Regions from separate parts of the Zea mays genome. Here regions 2, 3 and 4 are each linked to region 1. Evidence: chromatin contacts called from public Hi-C data. All regions are on one chromosome and are shown on one strand. Each heading gives the region's core, a stretch centred on a gene start, on an enhancer-like site or on the middle of the called end of the contact. The rest is flanking DNA. Distances are from core to core; before and after follow the strand shown.

Region 1 (3,756 bases), core at 1,239-3,738:
CCTTCGCAGCCTCGTCAGCCTTCGGGTTAGCTCTCTTGGGTGCCATCGCGGGTGGTTTTCTCGTAGCACGAACGGTGGGCGCCAAATGTTGGAACTTGCTCTCACTCGCAAGGGGAGCCAACAAGGGTGAACAGTGACGTTAACAGGGTTACGCGCTAGATGGCAATAGCTCTGTTAATCTGGCCTCCCACGGGCACTGTGCGGGGGTATTTATAGGTACCTGAGTGCCCAGCGCCTTGAGCTAAGGACGCATGTGCCCTCAGCTAACTAGGTTATCCCAGAATATTCCCATAAAGCAGGGTTACAGACTGTAATTACAGGGATGCCTTTACAAATTAGGCCCGTAACACGCGGCGGCCACGCATGGCCCGTCACAATGGGTCGGATCACACGTGGGCCTCTGAGCTGGACGAGGCCGCACTGCGGGATGACGCCGTCGCAGGCCTTCGTCTGGTGCCGAATCGAGCGAAGGGTGTCTCTGCCCGTTTTGTCTCTGTCAGACCAGCGACTGCAGCGAAGGCCTCGAGCGAAGGGTGGCGTCTTTGCCTTCGCCCCAACATCTTCGGCTCGACGTTGTCTAGAGACGTTTTGGATGGCCTGTTGACCTCAAGACAACCCTAGGATTTCTCCTCCCCGATGGGAGCTATCACGAGAGGCGAGATTCAGTTTCTTCGCGGAGAAGAAGACCTTTGTGCACGCGTGAACCGTCCTAGCTAGAGCGCAGACCGCCCGACAAGCACACATGGAGAAGTCGCTCCTACAACGAGGTCGCGGACCGTTCTCGTCCTCGCAGAGATCACGACCATATAGTTTATTCTATTCTAGTGTTTGGTACCAGATCGAAGCCAACAACACGTCCATATGCACGTTATTGTTAGACATGTCCTTAGAACGTGAATGCCTTTTTCGTTTGCGTGGGATTGTATCCGAAATAATTCTAGCTGATCAAAGTCCATAGAAATTATAGAAACACCGTAAGAAACGAACCAAACCAACCCTGCTGATATCATATCACAGAGTTTCAGACCTCTCACAGTCCATAATCCAGATCGAACTATGCTAGTTAACTGGTGTCGCAACAAACCCTCAGCATGACATCTCTGACCTTGACCTCGCTCGGGTCAGCCGCACGTCACGCCTGCGAGGTGCGTTGCACTTGCACCTCGGGTCCCCGCGGGCCCCTGCGGCTCAGGAACACGACGGCGCAGCGGATGGAATGGAAACGCGCGCGAAAACAACATGTGATCCATGGGTGTGGCGGCCGCCACGGCCTTTGCTTCCGGACCCGGGCAACCGAGCGCAATCAAGACGTAGATATGTTCGCCTCGCCGCCACCGAAGGATCGACATCGTCACACCGAAGGATCGACACACGTACGAAAGCTACGTTTAAATCTCGGAGGATCGGAGCTGAGTAGTAGCAGGCAATTAACCTCCGTGAAAGTGACTAGATGAGCTGCTGCTAGGACACAGACTACCACATCATCAGAAACACAAGATATTTACATCGTCTCTGCAGCCAGCGGAGAAACAAGGCTGCGCGAATTAAGCAAGCGGAGGAGCAAACTAACTACACACAACCAGGAGAAACTTAACTGACTCTGATTACCCTTTTTTTTTTGGCTGCTGCTAATCTTCGCTTCCCCTTCCCAAGCTTCCATTCCATGCACGTGGCGTGGATGCCCGTCGAGCCTTGGTCAAGCAAAGAAGCCATTAGTGCTAGTGTTAGCGGCGGGCATGTGCGGCATCTGGGCCGCCTGGATGCTCTGCAGGAACATCCTCTCCTCCGCCGACGCGGCGAACCCGTGGGAGGCGGCGGGGGCGAAGACGTCGCCGCCGTCTTGCAGCAGGCCGCCGCCGCCGCCGTTGCTATAGCCGAATGGCGACGCCGCGCCGGCGTACTGCTGCTGCTGCTGCTGCCTGCGGAGCTGCTCCTGGAGCGGCGCGGGGTGCTGGCTCCGGTGCAGCTGGTGGTCGAAGGACATGACGGCGGCCGAGGACGGCGGGAAGCCGTAGTCGGCGGCGAAGTTGATGACCGGGGCCCCGAACGCCCCCGCGGGGGGCGCGGGGATGCCCGTGAACTGCTGCACCATGGCACGGAAGTTGGCCGTGTCCGTGTTCAGCAGCGTCACGGGCGCGCGCCGCGACGCGCGGGACCGCCGCCGCGCCGCCGGCTTCCCGATCCGCGGCCCCTCTACCCCGTGCAGCAGATGGGCCCCGGCCTTGGTGGGGCTTCCTCCGCTGGACCCGCCCGACGTCGGGCTCGCTACGGCGGCGGCCGCAGCGGTGGTGCCGGCGTCGTCGTCGGGGGGCAGCAGGACCGGCCCGGCGTCGTGGTGGTGGTGGTGGTAGAGCGCGGCCCACTGCGCGAAGCTCGAGCCTGTGTCACTCATCGCCATCGACGCGCGCGGGTCGGAGCCGAGCGTCAGGCGCTGCTCGTGCTCGTGCTCGTCGTCGTCGTTCGTCGACGAGTGTGTGTGTCGGAAGAGGAGTTGGACACGGCCGCGGGGCCTGGCCATTTATAGTGACCCAGCCAGCGGTCCACCAGGCTGTGCCATCCGTCGGATCGACGTGCTCCTCTAGCCAACGCCCGAGATTGGCCAACGTGTCGCGGTCCTGCCTAGCGTAGCCCATCTGCTCCCCCCACCTTCCGAGAAGCGTCGCTGATCCGCTCCGCTCCCCCGCGCGCGGGACAGGTGGTGGACTGGCGGCCCACACACCAGCGGGCACGTGGGGCCCGCGCCACTGTGCTGCGGCCTTCCGGGACCGCCGCGGCGTCGTCGTCGTCGCCGGGTGCTCGGCTCGGGGTTGGCAGCCAGCCGGGCCCGCAGCTCCATCGGGCTGTCACGTCGCTCTGCAGCACGTCGATGCGTCTTGATTCTGGATGGGGATTTCGGCTGCCGCATGGCGTCGCATTGCATCCCACCCAATACCCATGCGGCCGTCCGGTTCGCGTGCGTGCGTGCGCGCGACGCTGGTCTTTTCTCCCGCGCAGCCGCAGCATGTGGAGGCGGGCAGCCGGCGGCGGATCCGATCAACCCAGCACTAAGCTTGTGCTGCACCTGCAGTTAACGAAGCTTCAGCGGAAGCCACGGAAGAGATTGAGGGCCACGCAACGCAACGCAACGCACTGCCGGAGGATGGAGGCGGACGCCGGCGATTCCGTCGGTGTGTGTCCGTCCGGTTGGAAGAATCGAGCGGCGACGGTGAATTCAGCACATGCCATTTCTGGGGAGACCGGCCGATGGACATGTCGCTCTCAGGATCCACCTCGGAGATCGTGTTTACATTACCCCGGTCGACGGGTCTCATGCTCCTCTAATAAACATTATTACCCCGGTCGATGGACACTTGCCGCGCGCTGTGGGGTGCGCTCGTGGCGTTGAACTTTCTAATTCCATGATCGCCCAGCTGTCGTAGCGATACTGACCCGCTTGGTGGATGTGCTTGGATCCACGTCCACCTAGTTAGGATAAAGATTAGCTGCACTGCACAGCTCTAAATCAGATCTATTTATGTCTTGTTCGGTTATTCTTATTACACATAGATTAAATAGAATTGGAAAAAAATTAAGAAAATTTTTGACTTACTTGATATTTAAACTCACTCAATCTATATAGATTGAGAGCTAATCAAACAAGCCCTTAATAGACCAGCTTATTGTGAGCTTGATATCCATTTACTAAAAGAATATATAGCCCTAACATACATTTGTGCATATTAACCCCGATAGACTGAATCGTCAGATTTTTTAGAT
Region 2 (3,214 bases), core at 350-2,849, 150 kb before region 1:
GGTTTGCAAGTTCAATGGACGAACATGCAAAAGTCAAAGACCTTCAAAATAAGATTATACTGCTTGCGCCAAAATAATCTTCAGCTCTAATCTTAGCTCAACAACTAGGCTGCATCGTGGCAAGAGAAAAAAGAGAGAGAGAGAAAGAGGATAGCTCGATACTATAAATTAGAGCGGGAAGTAAGACATTTTATAAGATTTATTTTAAAAAAATTACAGTCATCGATGTAACAGAGTACTAGTACTAAAATCCACCTACTGCCAGGCTAGTACTTCCACCGTAATTCTAGACAGAGGGAGTAAGTAGTACGACCACCAAACCCTACGCTTGCCTGCTGCAGTGCCGCGCCGCGACTCGCCGTTGATCGGTGCATGCACCATCTCGAGGGACACGCGGGGGCAGCCTTGTTGGATGCGAATAATCACGGCGGTGCGGCAGAGCGGTGGTGACCGTGACTGCCGTAGCGGCACAGGGGCGGCGAGCAAGCAATAATTGCAGTGGCACCAAGCCACCAACAACTCTGGATGCGATGCAATGCAATCAAACCTTGCCAGCCTCGCCCCATCTCGCAGCCTCCCCGTCATGCCGGTCGCCACCATGCCGCCCCGCATCACTGCGTCAGTCACTGGTCTGGACTCCACTGGAGCAGCAGCCTGCCAGAGTACCACCGACAATTACTAGCGGTTTAGCACTCACTAATCCAGACAAGGGCCAAGGATCTGCAGCATGCCAATTGCCCTCTCGACTCTCGTCCACAGCTTAGCAAAAATATGCTGTAGCAGAGATTATTCCACACAAAAATTAAAAAAAAACTCAAGAGCCGGCCAATGGAGAGGGCTGTTGTGGATGAAGCAGCATTAGGCGTGTAAGCTTTCGGAATGGAAACATTTCCTCTTGGCCGATCCCTCATCCTCCGACCACGGGAAGAGGAGTCGTCAAGGGACGTACGGCGGCAGATCCTTGATTACAAGCCATCGCCACCTCTCAGGCCTCAGCATATGAACATACTCACACAGCTACAAGATTACTAATTGATGATACTTCTTCTACAAGACTACCTAGCTATCAGCTACTACAGCCAATGGCTGACGCGCCACCAGCGCTTGGACGCACGCAAAGCCAGCTCCCGAAGCGGGTGCGTTCCATCCGACGTCGGGGTGGCACTGGCACCTACGACCCTGGCCTCGGCCGCCTCTGATCTACTACTGCGCCTGCCGCGCGGCGGGGGCTGCGAGCACGAAGCGGGAGGCGAAGGAGCAGTGGGCCTCGTTGCCCTCCAGCGCGGTGCCGAAGTCGAAGTTGCGCGCGTAGCTCAGCGGGTCGTACTGGTGGTGGTGGTGGTGGCGGCAGCGCGCGGACGACGACGCGGCGGCGGCGTGGCGCGCCCCGCCCGTGGCCGCGCACAGCAGCCTGCTCTGCCGCCGCAGCTTCCGCACCAGCCGCCCCAGCGCGGGCGCGCACCCCCCGGGCGAGGACGACGATGGGGCCCTCCTCGCGGCGGCACTGCTGCCGGCGTCCGCCATGGTCTTCGGTCGCTCGACGCTTACTGCTGGAGTGCTGGTGTCCCCCTGCCTGCCGAATGTGAATGAATCTTGGCGACTGCGAGCGGTGGTGGAGGCGGAGGGACCGTGTGATTTTATAGCGAGCCGAGCAGTGGAGCGAGTGGAGCGGAGCGGGTGGTGGTTCGCGCTGTTGTGTTGGTGGGCAGCGCGCGGTTTCGCGTTCGTGCCATGTGGTCCGGACGTGGTCGCGCGAATAAAATACGGCGCGGCGAGTCGGGGGGCCAGTGTAGCGTAGTGTAGACAGTAGAGTAGGTGTGGTGTTTTCCGCTTCTTTTTGGGCAGGATAATGGCTCCAACCACTCTTCTTCGTGGCTACTCGACCTAGTACCTTTTGTTGCATCTAAAAGGGGGATGAACTCATGATTAGGAATGGATGGAGCTCGGAGCGGCGGCAAACAAGATGCATGCGCTTAGCTCCAGGAATCAAGGGAGCTGGCAAGTGACAAGACAAGATCACTCTACTCCGGATGCTGTTCCGTTGGGTCACCAGTCTGTCAGCTGGCGAATCGGCCGGCGTGAAGCGGGAGTACGCGCCCCGACGAGCCAGTCGGCAAGGCAACGAGGTTTTGGGCGTTCCGAGGCCGCGCGGAGAGGAGGACGCGGAAGAGGAACATGAACCTCGGCAGCCGTCGGTGGGCGGTGCGGCGCGCGCCGGACTCGCTAGCTGGCCGGCACGCCGTGTTCCGTACTTCGGGCCCTGCGTCCGGAAGAGCGACATCTTTCGCGTCCAGGTCCAACCGTCCAGGCAGCTGGTCCGTCCGTCTGACGACGATACGTGGCGGGCGCAGCACGAACAGCGCACGGCACATTCATGTGCACTTGTCCTCGCAGCGAATGCCGTTCGAGGTGATGCGTACCGAGTCCAGGTCAAGTCAGCAGATTGCTTTCACTGCCTGCCCGTCACAGGCTCACAGCACTGTCAACGCATCATGTGCTGATTGTTTGCCATGTCATGCTCATACGTGTGCTGTCTGGACTCTGGACACCGGACTCTGGGTCCTCGTTTGGAAACCAACACATTTCCAGAATCTAAACTGTGCACATTATTCAAGAAAATTCAACCTAACGTTAAATAATTGAGATTCTTTCTTGCAGCACACTATCCAAGATAGAGAAACCAAGATGTTTGGAACTGTAATAGATAAAGTTTATCTGATTACAAGAATATCTATGTAAACAAGGATGTAACAGTTAGTCAGCTAATAAGTTGTTAGCTGGTTCTAGTTGGGTTAGAGTAGTTACCAACTAATAATACACATTAAAAAGATATATATCTAACAATTAACTGGTCTATTAGCTGATCTGTGCTAAACTTCTCAACTAATCTTAACTGCTAACTAAGAGTTCTATATGTTTGGAAAAGGACCTATGTACTGTATATGTATATATAACGAGGCCTTATTACACTGCTAGTACTCTTAAAAATGTTGTTGTGACCCGTAAAAAATAACGGCATGTTTAATGCAGCTATAAGTATTCTAAATCTAGAAAAAATATCTTTAACTATTGTTTTTAGTTAAATATTTCGACTCGATGAATCGTGGAGCACGCATAAATCTAGATCTAGGGGCTACATTTATGGATTTTCTAAAACAGCTCAAGGCCAAACTGCCAATGCCAAATTGCCACCGAGCGTTTAATTACACGAGTT
Region 3 (3,545 bases), core at 773-3,272, 130 kb after region 1:
TCTCTCTACAAATATTTTTTATACCAAATCATGAACTCGTCCATTACATAAATTTTGGACCACGATCTCATTAATCATTACGATACTTATTGATTATAAAAAGAATAAGCATATTGGAGATAAAAACCCGCGGGTAACCCGTGGGTACCCGCAAACCCGATGGGTACGGTTTTGGGCAAAATTTCAAACCCGTCATGGGTATGGGTTTTTTAATGGGTGTAAATATTTTTCACGGGTACGAGTTTGGGATAGCAAAACCCGGCGGGTTTATACCCGTTGCCATCTCTAATAATGGTGGGTGTGCCGCAGTGCAATGGAGAGCTGCTTCATCGTCGTAGTAGTACTAGTTGATCTGATCAGCATATGGCCAGCTGCTCCCATCTGTACTGCAGTTTATGGAGACTCCATGATAATTTGTACTCGCCAGTATAGATGTCTAGACGGGCCACCCGGCACGGACCCGACACGGACCTGTTTCGGCCCGGTACAAATAGGGTCGGGCTAGGCACGACCCGTTGATGCTTCGGACTGGGTCGGGCTGGCCCACGTGCCTAGGAACATGCCCAAACCCGGCACGCAAAGGGAAAAATCGTGCTGGGCCGGCCCGTTGGTCCGGTGGGCCTCAACGTACCGGGCCGGCCACTGGCCCGAACCAACAGTAGAGCAGTATATAAATACATATATTTAACAGAATTAATCATATATCATAACATATTATTTACATATATTAAGACAACAAAATTCATTTATCAATTCACAAGATAATATCATATTAATACAAATATGAAATGATCACTCAGCCTGCGTCTGTATTTATGTATGCATTTATTCTGCTTAGAATTAAATGTATCAATATTTATATATTATGAGAGAATTAAATGTATGTATTTATCAATGCATTTATATTATGTTTGGCTGGACTGTTCTCATGCATTTGTTCTGCGTATTTAGTATTGATCATTTAGCAGGCTGAGTAATGTATATATTTATCTGTTAAATGTATGTATTTATATACAAATATGAAATAACAGTCCCGACCCATTTAATTGAATTGAGCCTGCGCTACACTGCATTTGTGTTCAAATACGCGGGCCGCCGTTGAGCCGACCTATTTATCGTGCCGGGCCGGGCCAAATCACGCGGACCGTCGTATCTGCCCATACCTGACCCGCTAAACGGGCCGTGCCGGGCCGTGTTTGGACCGGGCTAAATTTGTGCCGTGCCACGAATTAAACGGGCGGCCCGCACTCTGTTTGGACATCTATACTAGCCAGTGGCTGATCTGTGCTAGCTTGAGGTGGCCAGCAGACGGCAGGAAAGGCCGTGGCGCAGAAAAAATGTCGTCCATCAAATACTTCTAGGTAACCATCATGCCTGAGATAAATTGGGAAGATCGACATGCCCGACTTCCACCTGATTATCCTATGGTCAAATAGATGACATGCTACCACTTCATGTTTAAACTAGTGTACGGTTCACAGTAAACCGAGCATATATAAAGATTAGTTGGTCATGTTAATGCAACCTTCGCTTGAATCGAGTTTCCAACTTAACACGGCTGCTAATCATTCAACGCTCCCTCATCTGTACCGTTTGCACCCCACACATATTTATGTCCATATATAATGATATTGTTTTGTATCAACGTTCCGTAATCTTGCATTAAATATTTTTGGCTACTAAACGAACTCAGATAAAAAAAACTTTAACTATAAAGTTTAAAATTTTATCAAGCGCTACAACTTTAGTATAGGATGTACCATCAATAGAGATAGTCTAATTTTTTTGAAACAATTAAATCTCAAAATATATGAATTTTAAAATATATATTTGAGACTCTAGATGACTGTAAATAGAAAACATATCCACACCACTTTCATCCCTACCACCATCCAATTTACTTCGGCCCATGAGCTCAGAGTAGTTGGACGGTGGAAGCAGGCCTTAACGGTAGTGGAGGCCCAGTTGACCAATCGTCGAGGAGTCCAGGCCTTAACGGCGCCGACCGCTCCACGTCCGCATTCTGCAGTATGGCTCGCCGACTCTGCCGTCTCCCTCGCCTCTTTCCCCTCGTCTCGTCTGCATCCGCCTCCGCCGCCCCAAGACCTCATCACCTCCCCTTCGCCGTGAACCCTAACCCCGCGCCCCTCGCCCCCTCCTTCTCGTCGTCATCGCCGCCCGCTTTTCCGGGCCCCCATCGCCTCTTCTCTTCCACGAGTATTCCTCTCGATGACTCGATCCTCCTTTCGTCTCGCCCATGCCCCCCTCTCCATTTCGTGCGGCTCTCGGGGACTTACGGCTTTTTGGGTTGGCTGTTTCAGGTGGTTCAAGCATGGTGGTCGTGGGCTCCGCGGACTCCTTCAACAGCATCTTTTCCAAGGTGCAAGGTACGGCGCCGATTTCCTCCTCTCCCATTTCCAAACCATGCTAGATGCTAGTTAGTCCTTGCCTCCTTGGTACGTCTGGTGTTGGGTGACGAATTGGGTCATGGTGGTTCGATGGTTCGTTCGTTCTCTTGTGCCTCACTGGCTGTGAACTGTGATCCCTGTGGATCTTGCAGATGAAAAGCTACCAGCTGTCTTTTACTACACGGCGGTGTGGTGTGGACCATGTAAGTACTGCCTCATTCTGATGCCAGCGTTGCCAAGTATAGGGCTTCATTCATTTGTGTCATAATTTTGTTGTGTGATTGTGCCGCACTGCAGGTAGGGCGATCGCACCTTTAGTATCAAAGCTGAGCAGCCAGTATCCCAAGATACCGGTGTACAAAGTTGACATTGAATTGGTAAGTCTGCAAATTTAGATTTCACTGCTACTGCGATATGCTAGAAATTGGCTGTTAAGTGTTAGCCGTGGTGAGGTTTCTGAAGCAGTGAAGAACACAAACGTAAGTTCACTAACTGGAAGAACACAAACGCGAGTGTGTGTACTGAGAGCTTGTGCTGTGCAATGCCTTGCAGCTGTTCTGGTTTTTTCTCCTATATTATGCAATGCAGTGACTAAACATGCTACAAAGCTGGAGGTAATGGTGATCATGTCCCATGCAGTGGAGTGTCACCATGGCGCGCACGATGCCCAGTCTTCCTGGTCGTGCGCACGCAAGACTTGCTCAATGGCTTGAGCATCTAGGAATGGATAAACATGCCTAAGTCTATCAGGGTGCCTAAGTCTATCGGGATCTGGGGTTTATGCAACATTAAGTAAGCACTAACGTATGGGAATATTAGTATGCAAAGTCGCAGTTTGCTGCTTCTTCATCACCGCCACATTTACCACTAGTCCACTATACCAGTTTTAAGATCTCTGCTATACAGTCATAATTGCAGACTGGTGTGGTATTGTTTCCGATGCTTAACCAGTTAACCTCTAACTATTGGTTCTGACTAACCGATTCAGGTTACATACTGCCTTTCTAGCATCACAAATTTAAATTCAGGTGAAATCTGTGCAAAATTAGATTTAATGTTGTTACTACATTACTGAAGTTGTTCACAACCAGGTTGCCTGTTATGCTATGAAGCATGTATACGGAAATGCATATTGGT
Region 4 (3,366 bases), core at 263-2,762, 180 kb before region 1:
CAACGATGCTCAAATTAATAATTTAACATGTTGCAAGACTCTAAAAATAATAGCTCCCAGTCATGAATACATGACATTTTGGGAAGGAAAAAAACTAACACTAGTAGCACTATAATTACACAATAATTTACATGAGTCTAAAAAAATAAAATATGATAAAAAAAAGATACATAAACATATAGCACAAATGAAGGACATTACATCTTTATATAATAAAACATCATATGCCATGCAGTTATTTACAATCGATTACAGTAGGAGAGGGTAGCATGTAAATCATGATCACGGTTCACGATCCTACAAGATATTCTTGGCTAGAACTAGAACGATATCTAGAAACTGTGACTAGGGCAATATTCAAGCCAACCTAGGATCCTAGAAACTTAGGAATATAAGGCTCAAGAGAATATTAATGAACTTTTGTATGAGAACTATTCCTCTGATTGATTTAATGCAAACAGTGAAATGACTTGTGTACAGGATTGCTCTTGACAGAACATCTGAAGGGTACCATCAGAGCCACACATACAAGCACAAAACTGAACACCTCAAGTACTTTGCTTTTACCTAAAAGATGGACACCGGTTCCCAAAAATGGTGGTCATCCGTGAACAAGTTATGGGGACAAAAAGAACAGATCTATGATGGTGTTCCTAATCTTTTGTCAAATTTTCAAAAACAGAGTAGCAGAACTTCTTTTTACTAGAATCTGACAGTGTAGGCTTCTTTTCATCGTGTTCTTTGGTAGGGCCGTGACTCGTTTGTAATTAAATAAAAAGAGGCAAATTACTGTTTGCGGTGGCCGGTGGGTACCCAAAGATGAACAAGTAATCCAAAGCAGCAAAATGGAGCAATGGAGCATAAGCGATTCGAGCATAGAGGAATAGAGATTCGCGGACGAGAAGGTTTGAAACAAACCAAGCCGATCCCCCGACACGGTCTGACCACGGACTGAAGACACACGGTTTTCAAAGGAGCGCTATTTTTAGTAGTCAATCTTTCGTCAGACTAAATTAAACGCTTTTTAGGTGAAAATGTGGAAAGTAAAATACCCTCCAGTACAGCGCGCATAAAAATACGCTACAGCTACTCGGACTAAAGAAACAGCTGAGAAAACTAGATCGACGACGAGAGCAGGGAGAGATACCGCGGCAGCGGCAGCGGCAGCAAGAAGCGAAGCTCAGGTCCGTTCTTTCCTCTAGCCCAATTTTGCGCCTGGCAGGCCGCAGCTTTATAGCGGTGACAGTCCCCCAAACCCCAATTCCACATCGAAAACAGGAACGCGCAAAGAACCTCCAAAGATGGCCGCGAGAGGTCCAAGAAAACACCGGATCATGCGAATCAAGGACAGAAATTCCGACGCTCACTTGGAAGCTGCGGCAGAAGGTCGGCCGACGGGCGGGCGCCAGGCGAGACGGCGGGATGCCTCCTTCCTCGCGGCTGGCTCGGCTAGGGCACGGAAGGGAGGAATGGGGAGAGGAAGCCTCTTGGCCTTCTCTCTCTGTCTCGTCGACCTCCCCCTCTCTCTTTCCTCTAGTCCTCTCTCCCCTCGGTTCTTAAATTCTCCTCGGAGCGAGGGCGTGCGTCCCATTGGCAGCACCACCTGGCGCTTCCGGGTCCAGGCCAGGCCAGGCCTCTGCCTAGGTCCGTACTGAGGCCGCCCAGCTCGGGTTTGGCCTGGGCGCAAGCCGTCTGGGTGGTGTTCTGGGCTTTGACACGGGCCCAGACGTCGGTGGCAGTGAGGTACGGAGATATTTAACTCGACGTGGAAACGGAAGGTGGTTGTGCAGGTCGTGATGATGAGGTGTGTTTAGTTGGGAAATGGCTGCACTGTTAAGCATAATACCCCATGGTACTGGACCACCCTTAACACTCTGCGTCTCAGCGGTTGTCCGCATCGAAAGCTTCGATTATTGTCGCCTACGGAAAGGGTAGCGGCTCATGATTAGACTAATGTTAGCGCAAGCGATAGCCTGACAGCTGTGTTTGTGTGCTTCGTCTCAGCGCACGCGTTGACGGCGGCTAGAATCTCTTCCGGGTGGTTTTGATATACTTTCTCTGGCACAGGAGAATCTTGCTGGATTTTTAGGATTTTTTTTGGTGCTCTAGTATTAACCCTAATCTATACATGTGGAGATGGATTACGGTATAATTTAGTTTAAGTTATATCCTAATTGGCCTTAACACATGTGGATTGTGGTCAATACTAAAGTACTCAAACAGGTACGAGGAATTAGAGTTGTTGAAATGGTAGAATCCGCATCAATCAGACGCACTTACGTGCCTAGGCTGACGACACTTACGCACGAGGGTCGCCCTTGGCTATATATCTATATGGTCATGTAAAAATACAGCTTTGTTTACAACTGAAGTTTGGAATAGGAGAGCTGTTGGATAGCAGCAGATCGTGTGTATGGTCGTTTGTACTGTTTTACATTGTGGACTATATTGTTTACAGAATAAAGTTTGAAATAATGGGTGGAATAGAAGGTGGGATAGAGAGACGGTTGGAAATAGTCTTCGTATATCTCCAACAGCTTACTCATCTATATCTATCTTTTAAACTTCACTCAGTAAACACAATACAAAACAATGTTTTATACGGTCATATGCATGTTATATTAATCATGCCCTTAAGAAGAAGCAAATGCTCTTGGAGTAAAATAATCGAGCACAGCAAATGCACGTGACAGCAGACCATGAGGCTAGATTTCAATTTTACATCTTCGTTCACTAACAACAGGCTACGGGCATACCATCTAGCATCCGCCGCAAACACATGCATACAAGCTTTAGAGGAGATTCTCCTCTTATGTCTCTTCAGCAACATTCTTTAAACGATATTCTAAATATAAAGAACGTTCTCTCGTCCTCCGTTCTCTATATATAGAGATTTTCTCTCCTCTCTCTCTTCTATCCATTTTAATACTTTAAAGAATAGATTCAACAAAACTAAAATATGTACAACATATTTAAGAGTGTGACAAATACATACATACAAAAAAGTAAAAAATATGTCTCTAATATAGGTATTTATGTATAGAGGTCGAGATATAGATGACGTTGGTGAAGATTGTCGGCGTTTCGAGACCGGGGGGTCCCTGGGCCGACGAGTGAATGTCGCCGCGTGCCCCAGCCCAGATGGGTCGACGCGAGGCCGAGCGCGAAGGGGGGAAGTGAGGTGGCCGGAGACAGGCGTGAGAGAGGTGGAAATCCCATGGCCTTTGTGTTCGTCCCGCGCCCAGGTCGGGTGCGCTTGCAGTAGGGGATTACAAGCGTCCACGCGGGAGAGGGAGCGAGCGGCTTCAAGCGAGCGCCTGTCTCGTCCTCGTCCCCGCGCGGCCAACCCTCTCTAAGAGGGCCCTG

The links. Hi-C and Micro-C count contacts between places; a contact is called where the count stands out from the background.
Region 2: a Hi-C map of leaf shows a contact between it and region 1, with 4 times the contacts expected there. The contact joins the promoter of LOC100277599 here to the promoter of LOC100283314 in region 1. A contact is called at or near these places in 4 of 25 Hi-C or Micro-C datasets (bundle sheath, ear, leaf and 1 more).
Region 3: a contact with region 1 is called in a Hi-C map of bundle sheath, with 5 times the contacts expected there. The contact joins the promoter of LOC100283185 here to the promoter of LOC100283314 in region 1. A contact is called at or near these places in 6 of 25 Hi-C or Micro-C datasets (bundle sheath, ear, endosperm and 2 more).
Region 4: a Hi-C map of leaf shows a contact between it and region 1, with 6 times the contacts expected there. The contact joins the promoter of LOC100217109 here to the promoter of LOC100283314 in region 1. A contact is called at or near these places in 7 of 25 Hi-C or Micro-C datasets (bundle sheath, ear, endosperm and 2 more).

The regions. Positions count from the first base shown.
Region 1 is chr9:115,060,354-115,064,109 of Zm-B73-REFERENCE-NAM-5.0, reverse strand. It overlaps LOC100283314 (VQ motif family protein), which reads right to left and starts at 2,488. Exons shown (of 1, transcript NM_001156216.2): 1 at 1,437-2,488. The coding sequence starts at 2,398. The coding sequence ends at 1,697.
Region 2 is chr9:115,206,344-115,209,557 of Zm-B73-REFERENCE-NAM-5.0, reverse strand. LOC100277599 reads right to left here and starts at 1,599. Exons shown (of 1, transcript NM_001151114.3): 1 at 859-1,599. The coding sequence starts at 1,524. The coding sequence ends at 1,204.
Region 3 is chr9:114,925,608-114,929,152 of Zm-B73-REFERENCE-NAM-5.0, reverse strand. LOC100283185 reads left to right here and starts at 2,022. Exons shown (of 7, transcript NM_001156087.1): 1 at 2,022-2,217; 2 at 2,322-2,387; 3 at 2,561-2,611; 4 at 2,706-2,785. The coding sequence starts at 2,031.
Region 4 is chr9:115,238,058-115,241,423 of Zm-B73-REFERENCE-NAM-5.0, reverse strand. It overlaps LOC100217109, which reads right to left and starts at 1,512. Exons shown (of 2, transcript NM_001143478.1): 1 at 1,368-1,512.